3 separate regions of the Mus musculus genome follow, and all the other regions are linked to region 2. Evidence: chromatin contacts called from public Hi-C and Micro-C data. All regions are on one chromosome and are shown on one strand. The core of a region is the stretch at or near the end of the contact, and the rest is flanking DNA. Distances in the headings are between cores, read along the strand shown. Region 1 has its middle 260 kb from the start of Gm39905. Region 2 holds the start of Kif18a (kinesin family member 18A). Region 3 has its middle 190 kb from the start of Gm39905.

Region 1 (2,700 bases), core at 140-2,639, 660 kb after region 2:
TTTACGGTATTGAGTATAGAAAGGGCAACAATAAGCACCAAATGAGTAAGTGAGCTTGCTGTCAGAAAGGACAGTTCAGGGAAATGTCCCAAGTAAATCTAGGGATCCATAAAGTTAGAAAGTTTAGTACATAGCCATGAAATAGATGAGTAAATAACACTTATCTTTTTCTTTAGCTATCTGTCACATAGCTAGATTATACTTGTGTGTCTCACAACATTTAGTAGTAACTTTATATTTATCTACTTACTTAATATTCAATGGAGACTCATATATTTGGTTTTTAGTCTTTGTTTAATGATAAAGAAAGAAGCTCAAAGCATTAAGTAGCAGCTATAAATTGCTCAAGTTGGGCTTAGACCCTGTCCTGTCTAATTTAAACTTACACCCATAGTCACTCTTTCAAGATGATGTAGTAATTGTTTTTATTGTTTTGGGATATATTTTTCTATTTTTTTAACAAGATACTAAGTTACCTTGTTCAGATGAAGAGTTTATGTGTCTTCCAAAACCTCTTTTGTATTCTAATCTAGCCAAATACTATTATTTCCTAGCAAAATAGAAAGTTAACATTGCTTTTATATTTTCCATTTTATTAAAACTAATATTACATTGACCTTCTGTAAAATTAGGGATAGATTATGTTTAAATTTCTAAAATAGTGTCAATTTCATTTGTTTTAAGTAAATATATATTGCTAAATCTATTAAACTGAGCACACATTTTTACAATACCACATTTCTGCCATCATTTTAGACTGAGTAGATTATCAAATTTTTCAGGTAAAGCTGTTGAATGAAGACAGAGGCCATAATTTTCCTGACCATTAACATGTTTTCCTGATAGAGAATAAGGTCATAGTTGCTGAACAGCCAGAATCATGTCTTCTAAGAACTGACTCAGATTGGTGTATCATTCCATGCAAATGAGTAAGTAGACAGCAGTACAAGAAAATATGAATGAGTTATCTTAGCTTGAATCGTTTTCTAAAGTAGAATTTATGAACCCATTTCCTATGTTGTTTCTAAGATGAACAATTAAGGTAGAGTTAGTCTGACTGCTAAAAAGAAGGCCTCGTACCAATAAACAGTAGATTACATTAGTCTGGACAGTGAGGTTATACTAGCTTGCTGGTTTTGTGTTTGTTTGTTTTTGTTTTTCTTAACAGGAACTAGATATAGAATTAACATTTTATGTTACTATTCTAGTTCAAACCATAGTAGTTTCTTAGGCTATCAACCTTTAACTCATTCCAAACTTGTTATTATGGAAAGGGATTTGATTTTTAGTTTCCCAGTAAGAAAGACTGGGAGATAAAGGTTAAGCTTCGGACAACATGATGATATAGGGATTTAGGCTGGAATGTGGTCTGAGTGCCCGGGATTCCGTTTTCACCCCTCAGATTAGTGCTTTCCAATGTGAAATGTCTGCTCCCTCATCACAGGAACCTCATAGTTTACGAGTTAGAGCTTGTTCATTTATGAAGCAAAATAGAACTGCGTAGCTTGGCCACATATCAATTCCTGTGTTACAGTTTCCCCTTTGTCCAATGGCTGGAGAAGGACCTGCCTAAGATTTGTCTCTCCTCTGACAATGGGAAAAGATGTGTTTGATCTACAGATACATGATTTTCTAAAATCTGGTTTAAAGAACCACCCTCCCCTTATTTTTCAGCACAAAATATCCACCTTAGTATTTAATCCTTATGGTTTTTTCCAGTGTTGTTTGAACTGCTTCATATGAGTACTTACATTCAAGCACACTCTTGTTTTGCTTTTATTTTGCATACTCTTCTAAGTCTGTGCTTGCTTGACCTTCATTGTTAAGCCTTCACATACCAGTATTAGTGGGAGACAATGGCAAAGTCTGATGCGCTAACTTCTACTGAAAGCTGCTTCCCTTCCCCCATGTCATACTGCCCTTCCTGGGGAAGGTAAAGAGAGCCTCCCTGGTTTAATCACCACATTCCACAAGGGGAGATGTCACTTCACTAGCTTTCCTTTCTGTGCCAGGAAATCAGCTCAAAGTATTTTTCTTCAGATAAGTGAACATGCTTGTCATAGCTTACTTATGCCTGTTAAATCTTTCTATGAAATATTTTACAGGGAAATATGTAAATATTTTGACGGCTTGTGCCATTCTGTTCAGACTGCTTTATAGATTACACATAGAGCCCAAATGAAACAGGAAGGGAAAGCAAGAAGAAATGTCTTAATGCGGCATTTTTTCATTAATAAAGACAGGGGGATCAAAGGATGTTTCTTTATAAATGGACTCTTAATGTAAACACACAGGAAGAATGATATATAACCCCGGGCTGGCCCCAAGTGATGCTGGTATAAAGGAACTACACAGTGAGTTTCCAGTCCAGTATGTCCTCCTACCTCCTCCTGGCAGCTAATATGGAGTCTCCTCTATTAACTCCTTAGGAGTGTAAGGTTTGCAAAATGTACATTAATAGAAATTTTATATATAATAAGATTTTACTGATTAATTGGATTTTAGATGAAAAAAGTCTACAAACTATTACTATATTTCAGAATTTTATGACATTCTTTAATTGATTACAAAGTATAGTCTGTAGGTCTGACCATTCTCAATGTAGCTGGGCAGGGAAAAGGGAGAATTTTACCTTGTCTTTCATATTAAATGGGTAAAATCAAGTCTCATTATAACTTTAGCTATTTACTTTTACTTTCT
Region 2 (2,831 bases), core at 251-2,750:
CACATGAGTTACTCTCTGCCAGGAACCATGGCAGACACTTCATACCCAAGTCATTCAACGCGCATAATAACTATGCAAGGTTGCCTCACATACGGAGGAACTTAGTAATGTTTCCAAATGTTATTACTAATATGACAGAAAGCGGACCCAGCTACAAATCCAAATCTCATGACTGAGAAAAAGAAAATGCTTCCAAACAGGTGTATAGAAGCACAATGACATAGCTACGAATTATTCCCAACTCAGGTAGAAAATTCTGATTCGACATGGTTTAGAACAGGGACCTTGCCTCATTTACAGTTTCTATCTGGCTTAAACCTTTCTGTCAGTCACTGATTTGACTGCCTTACTAACACGAGGGAAGATTATCAGTATTGGTGGTGGGCCAATTGTTTTTCTATTGCCTTTCATAGCATTAACAGCATAGTCAATTTATAGTGTCTATTGAAAAGTATAACTACAGTGGGACAAAATGCTCTTTAAAATAAAAAAATCTTAAATATCTGTAAATACTGGTTCAATGAGAATACCTCTCAAGGCAAATCATTCCTGCTGACTGAAATAGTTCTTTTCATACACTGAATTCAATAGCAAGTACTATTTATTAGCTCTGTGGGATTCATATTCTCTAACATCAAAGGTCAAGAAAACCTTCCAAAACCCAAGGTAGGAACTGGACAAAGTGGACTGATGTCACCAACAAAATTAGTTCTACTCCAGTAATCCCCATTCATATTATAATGAGCAACAGTCAGCATTGGCTTTTTTTGTACTAGGCAAGGCAAATGAGCTCCTGCTGAAAAGGCTGCAGAAACTGCAGGATTAGAGGCTGCTTTCTGGCCTCCTGGCACTTTTTTGTCTTTGTTTCTTTTTTTCCGTGACCTTCAGCATCACAGGTGAGCAGTCAGGGCCGGTTTTGCTTGAGGCTACAACTGGGCTCCAGACTGACCTGACAGCCTCTCTGCACAAAAGCTCCTCCCATGAAGTAAAGCCCAGAAGTCGCACACTCCCATGTGCAGCCCAAGCAGGACACTCTGAATTTGGAATCCGGAAGGAACCTCACGCTCTAGGAGGCTGAACTGTGAGCGTCCTCAGTTTAAGTCTGAGAAAGGGACCAGCTTCCCCTCGGGGTTCAGTGGCGAAGCCTAGAACCTCGGTGCTGAGAAAGGCTCGCCTTGTCATGCACACTCGGTAGCTCCGGGTCTTTCCAAGCCGCAATACCGAGGGGACCCTCGACCTGCATCGCCCGCCGAAAGCTAATTTGTCGCCTGACACCGGATCCTCCACTCCGGCGACCCTCGAATCAACCCACGCGTCCCCAGACACAGCGCCCACCTCACTCACCTACAAGAAGTGACCGTCACAACTTGGCAGAGTTGGCTTCCAGGCGCTCCAAACACAGCCACAAATTCAAACCCAAGCCAGCTTCCCCAGCTATCCATCTCATTGGCTGCCGTTCGGATGACGTCAGCACGTCAGACGTTTTCCTGAGCGACTCGCAGTTTGGCGCCAGAGGCTGGGCCTCAGATGCCGGAGGAGAAGTTACTTTCCTGGGCGTCGCCGTGGCAACGCGCGCGGTCGTTTCCGGCAGCCGTGACGGAGGTGGGCGGAGCTCGGGCGGCGGTGCAGGTGGGAAGCAGCCACCTGGGATATTTAGTATTGCCACAGTCCTAGGGTCTGGGGTGCCCTGGGCTTTGGGTGATGTTTCTCTTAGGGGGAGAGGCGGAGTCTGCGGGCCTGTAAAAGGGCCTGGGTTATTTTGTCCTTTTTCCCTTTCTGATTAGTCAAGTTCCCAAGGATTAGGACTCAGGCTTTGGAAGGTATGGTGCCTCCATGTGAATTAATTACAAGTCCCAAGTCTTCTTTTGTCAGGGTTTCCTGGCCTGCTCCCGTTATTACTGATTAAAAATATTTGGTATTTGCGAAAATATTTGCTATTTGCCAGCATTTAACATGCTCCAAGTATGACCTTACAAACTAAAAATCACTTAAATATATTGGCCTAGTCACATTATTGGATCATGGGCTTCTTGTTTCAGATTGCATTATTTCTGAATGTATACATTAGAAAGAAAAATGCATTAAAAACATAGGGAATATTAAAAAATTGGCAGGGTATTTTATATTTGTATTGTTGGCTAGGCAAGCCTTTTATCAGTTGACATTCTCAACCCTTTAGAAAAATTTAGTAGTACGATCTGAATTACATTGTTATTGTTTATATGACTCTATTTAGTAAGCAACTCTTACTTGCAGATTTTAGGAGCATATTAGTACACACTGAAGTCAGCATCCCTTCCCTCCTGGAGTTTAGATTTCTGTAAAAATAGGATGTTACAGGGCAGAGGATTTATGCATGTGTCTGTCTATTGTCTATCTATCTATCTATCTATCTAATCTATTTTATATTTTTAAACAAGGTCTTGCCCAGTAGTCATGGCTGGCCTGGAACTTGCCATGTAGACACAAATGGGCTGGAACATATAGAGATCTTCTTGCTTCTGCTTCCTGTGTGCTGAGATTAAAGGCATAGGCCACCACACCCAGCAGTGCAGAGTACTATTAGTCACATTTTTACGTTGAAATCCCATAGATTATGATTATGTCTTAAATCTACTGAAGAAAATCAGGAGAGTTGCAAATTATACATTATTCTTTGTTTTATGAATTTTTTCTGAGCCCTGGAGAGTGCGTCAATAAAGTGACTACTTATTTCTTATTATAGTATATGTACCAACTAATGCCATCATCATTTTTGTGACATTGGTTTGGTAATAAAAATGAGGAGAGTTTGCAAGGCAGTGGTGGCACACGCCTTTAATCCCAGCACT
Region 3 (2,717 bases), core at 37-2,536, 590 kb after region 2:
TGGTTTTCCAATAGAAATGCATCTAAAAAGAAACAAGGTATATGATTGATTAAAATAAGAAAGAATTGTTTGGTATAAATATTCTTATTAAAAGTCAGGGAAGGAAAGAGTACCAAAGACCAGATTCTGAAGCTGTATGAAGGGTGAGCACTGTTCTATTATTTACTGTTTATTATTGAGAACTTCCCACCATATGTGATTCCCTGAAAGTCATTTGATGAATGGCTGCAAACCATAACCCAACTTTTCCATATCCTCGCTGAGTGAGACCTAGGCATGAAAGCTGACTGAAGTTCTGACTAGTACTCATGCCTGACTGAAGTCCTGACTAGTAGTCCTGACTAGTACTCATGCCAGATGTGTTCCTTTCCCGGATTAGGTGACTTGACTTAATGATATATTTTTAGAAGACTAGAGTTATGAGTCAGATGACCTCAGATCATCATAGATGTTTATGCATTAGCTTTGCTGAATATGTTATTTACTTCTATTAGCATCTATTCCATTTTCTTTAAAATGAGACACATCTAACTTTACCTTCAACTTAAAAAATGTGTTAAAAGAATATGATAAGGGATACAAAGTGTTTAGTATACTGCCTATAAATTAATATTTAGCTATCATTTTGTGTTTCTTAACAGTATAATCATATCTTTTCTCCCAAGCCACTTAATAAGAGCTAACTTTGTTTATGAATTGACTGATAGGAGTGAATCAGTCTCAGAGCAAATCTTATGGACCAGATCAACCAAACACCTGGGTCTTGAATACCAGCTTTATCAATAAAGTTCGTCTCTAGATGGGAACCTAACAGAACCTGGCTTTCCCCTTTAGTGGAATATCCTTTTACCCTCTTACAAGGAGAGCCAGTGAATAACAGAGTAGAAAGTTTGCCTTTCCTGCTAGGGCAGGAGATTAATTTGCTGCGATACATGTGGGTTTCTCCTTTACCCATTCTCCATCTGTGATGTTCTGGCAAATGCCATTGGCCTAGGACTCAGGGCAGTATGTATACTACACATGCCCTCCTTACCAGTATCTCAATTACATTAATCCATGGAAATGTGGAAGGGCTAGAATTTAATAAAATTGTATTCATAGAACTTATTCCAGTAGCTTGTAAATTGTTAGCCTTTGAAGGCTAACCACCATACCTCAAGCTCTAGTGGCCTAAAGCTATCTGTTACTGCTTAACAACCTCCTACCACATATTCCTGCAGAGAATTGGCTTCCCTGATTTCTGTGGAGCCAGTTGGCTAAGTTCCAATTACTAGCTAGCTAAGGGTTTCCAGAGCACAGCTGCTCGGGATGGTCACATTTGTGCCCTTGTTATCAAAGGCCACACACTACTGAAGACCATATATGGGGAATCTAAGTTCTAGTCTTAAGTCTCCCACTCACTTCATTCCTCAGCTGGGTCAGTTAGGATCGCATATATAAAATTAAATAAGAGATGTAGACTAGATGGTCTTCAAAGGCCCCTTGAGCTTTAGCCACTAGTACAGCAGACCTCTTCTGAAGCTCTGAGCAGAGGTCTATGCTAGACCAATTGTGCTGGCCACTGTCTTCCGGGCTTGTCACACTCCTCATTTCCCCTCAAGTCCCTGTGGTATTTTGGCACAGAATGAGTCATCAGCTGGCTGTGGCATATATCCGGAAATGGACTGCCATCCTCTTTCCTGGCACAAAGGAGAACTGTGACTTTTTATATCCCCACCTATTGATTAATGGCACCTACTACATAAGAATTAGAATGGCTCTGGTCTCTTCGAGCAGCATTTATGAATACAAATCCTCTCCCTCTCTGCGACCTCAGATGAGTGTCACCCCGGAAAGGCTTTGGGAACACTTTAGAAAACTCCTCTCATGGACTGAAAGGTTCACAACCATTGTTTTCCTGCTCTGACTCATCTTTGAATCAGTAAATTAAATATGTATAACTTGTGAAGATTTCATTTTTATTAAAGCAAGGTGCTTTGCTGAGAAAATTCAAGATTTAGAAAGAGCCAGCTCTTCTCTCCTCTCTCCCACTGATTTCCTTTGTTTTGCAGGAGGGCTTTCAGAGAGCTGCTGCTTCTCTCTGGTCAGGTCTCTGCTTTGTAACAGGGTGACTTTGGGACTGTCATCTACTCTCCTGAGGGTCTGCCAACACCTGAGGATGCAGAGGCCTTCTTTGAAGTAAGTGATGGCTGCTTGTCTTTTGGGACCAGGGAAACCCCATAATGGCATTTGTACCATACTCTCTCACACTCTTTTCTGATGATCTTCCCACCTAGAATGTTCTCATCCTCCTTCTCCTTCCTGTCTGCCACATTAGCAAACCTGCATTGCACTCTTCCTTTCCCCAAGAAGATCAGTGTATCACCACGCAAAACCAACCTTCTTTGCTTACATTTTTATTTTTCTACCCAAATACATATACATGTATCATGATTCTCTCAATGATGAGATGCTTTTATGGCTTTCCTCAGTAGATTAGAGGATTTACCATTATACTATTTTCAAGATATATTATCATTATTTTTAAGTGTGTGTGTGTGTGTGTGTGTGTGTGTGTGTGTGCGCGTGCGCTCGTGTAAATAAATGCAGGTGCCTGTGTAGGCCAAAGGTATAAGGTCCCCCTGAGCTACAGTGACAGGTGGCTATGAGTTTCCTGGCACCAGTGCTGGGAACTGAATCCAGGTCCTTTACAAATGCAGTATGCATTCATAATCCGA

The links. Hi-C and Micro-C count contacts between places; a contact is called where the count stands out from the background.
Region 1: a contact with region 2 is called in a Hi-C map of Sertoli cells, with 4 times the contacts expected there. The contact joins the enhancer-like site here to the promoter of Kif18a in region 2. A contact is called at or near these places in 2 of 39 promoter capture datasets (hippocampal neurons and liver), 1 of 484 Hi-C or Micro-C datasets (Sertoli cells) and 3 of 115 datasets of contacts at active chromatin or transcription factors (cardiomyocytes, extraembryonic endoderm stem cells and vascular smooth muscle cells).
Region 3: a contact with region 2 is called in a Micro-C map of the HL-1 cell line, with 4 times the contacts expected there. The contact joins the enhancer-like site here to the promoter of Kif18a in region 2. A contact is called at or near these places in 9 of 39 promoter capture datasets (the 3T3-L1 cell line, the C10 cell line, cranial neural crest and 5 more), 11 of 484 Hi-C or Micro-C datasets (the AML12 cell line, the C2C12 cell line, the HL-1 cell line and 6 more), 10 of 115 datasets of contacts at active chromatin or transcription factors (the NIH/3T3 cell line, astrocytes, cardiomyocytes and 4 more) and 1 of 9 other capture datasets (pancreatic islet).

Annotation. Positions count from the first base shown.
Region 1 is chr2:108,622,215-108,624,914 of GRCm38.p6, reverse strand. No RefSeq gene overlaps it. Among named protein-coding and RNA genes, the nearest start is that of Gm39905, 260 kb to the left of the region's middle. Within about 2 kb of position 1,389, at least 57 of the 459 cell types and tissues checked have an H3K27ac peak or open chromatin away from gene starts, as enhancers often do. A contact at or near this core is called in Sertoli cells and extraembryonic endoderm stem cells, where this site is marked.
Region 2 is chr2:109,279,407-109,282,237 of GRCm38.p6, reverse strand. It overlaps Kif18a (kinesin family member 18A), which reads right to left and starts at 1,500. Exons shown (of 17, transcript NM_139303.1): 1 at 1,345-1,500. It also overlaps a transcript of Mettl15 not described here.
Region 3 is chr2:108,685,115-108,687,831 of GRCm38.p6, reverse strand. No RefSeq gene overlaps it. Among named protein-coding and RNA genes, the nearest start is that of Gm39905, 190 kb to the left of the region's middle. Within about 2 kb of position 1,286, at least 42 of the 459 cell types and tissues checked have an H3K27ac peak or open chromatin away from gene starts, as enhancers often do. A contact at or near this core is called in the AML12 cell line, the C2C12 cell line, the HL-1 cell line and 1 more, where this site is marked.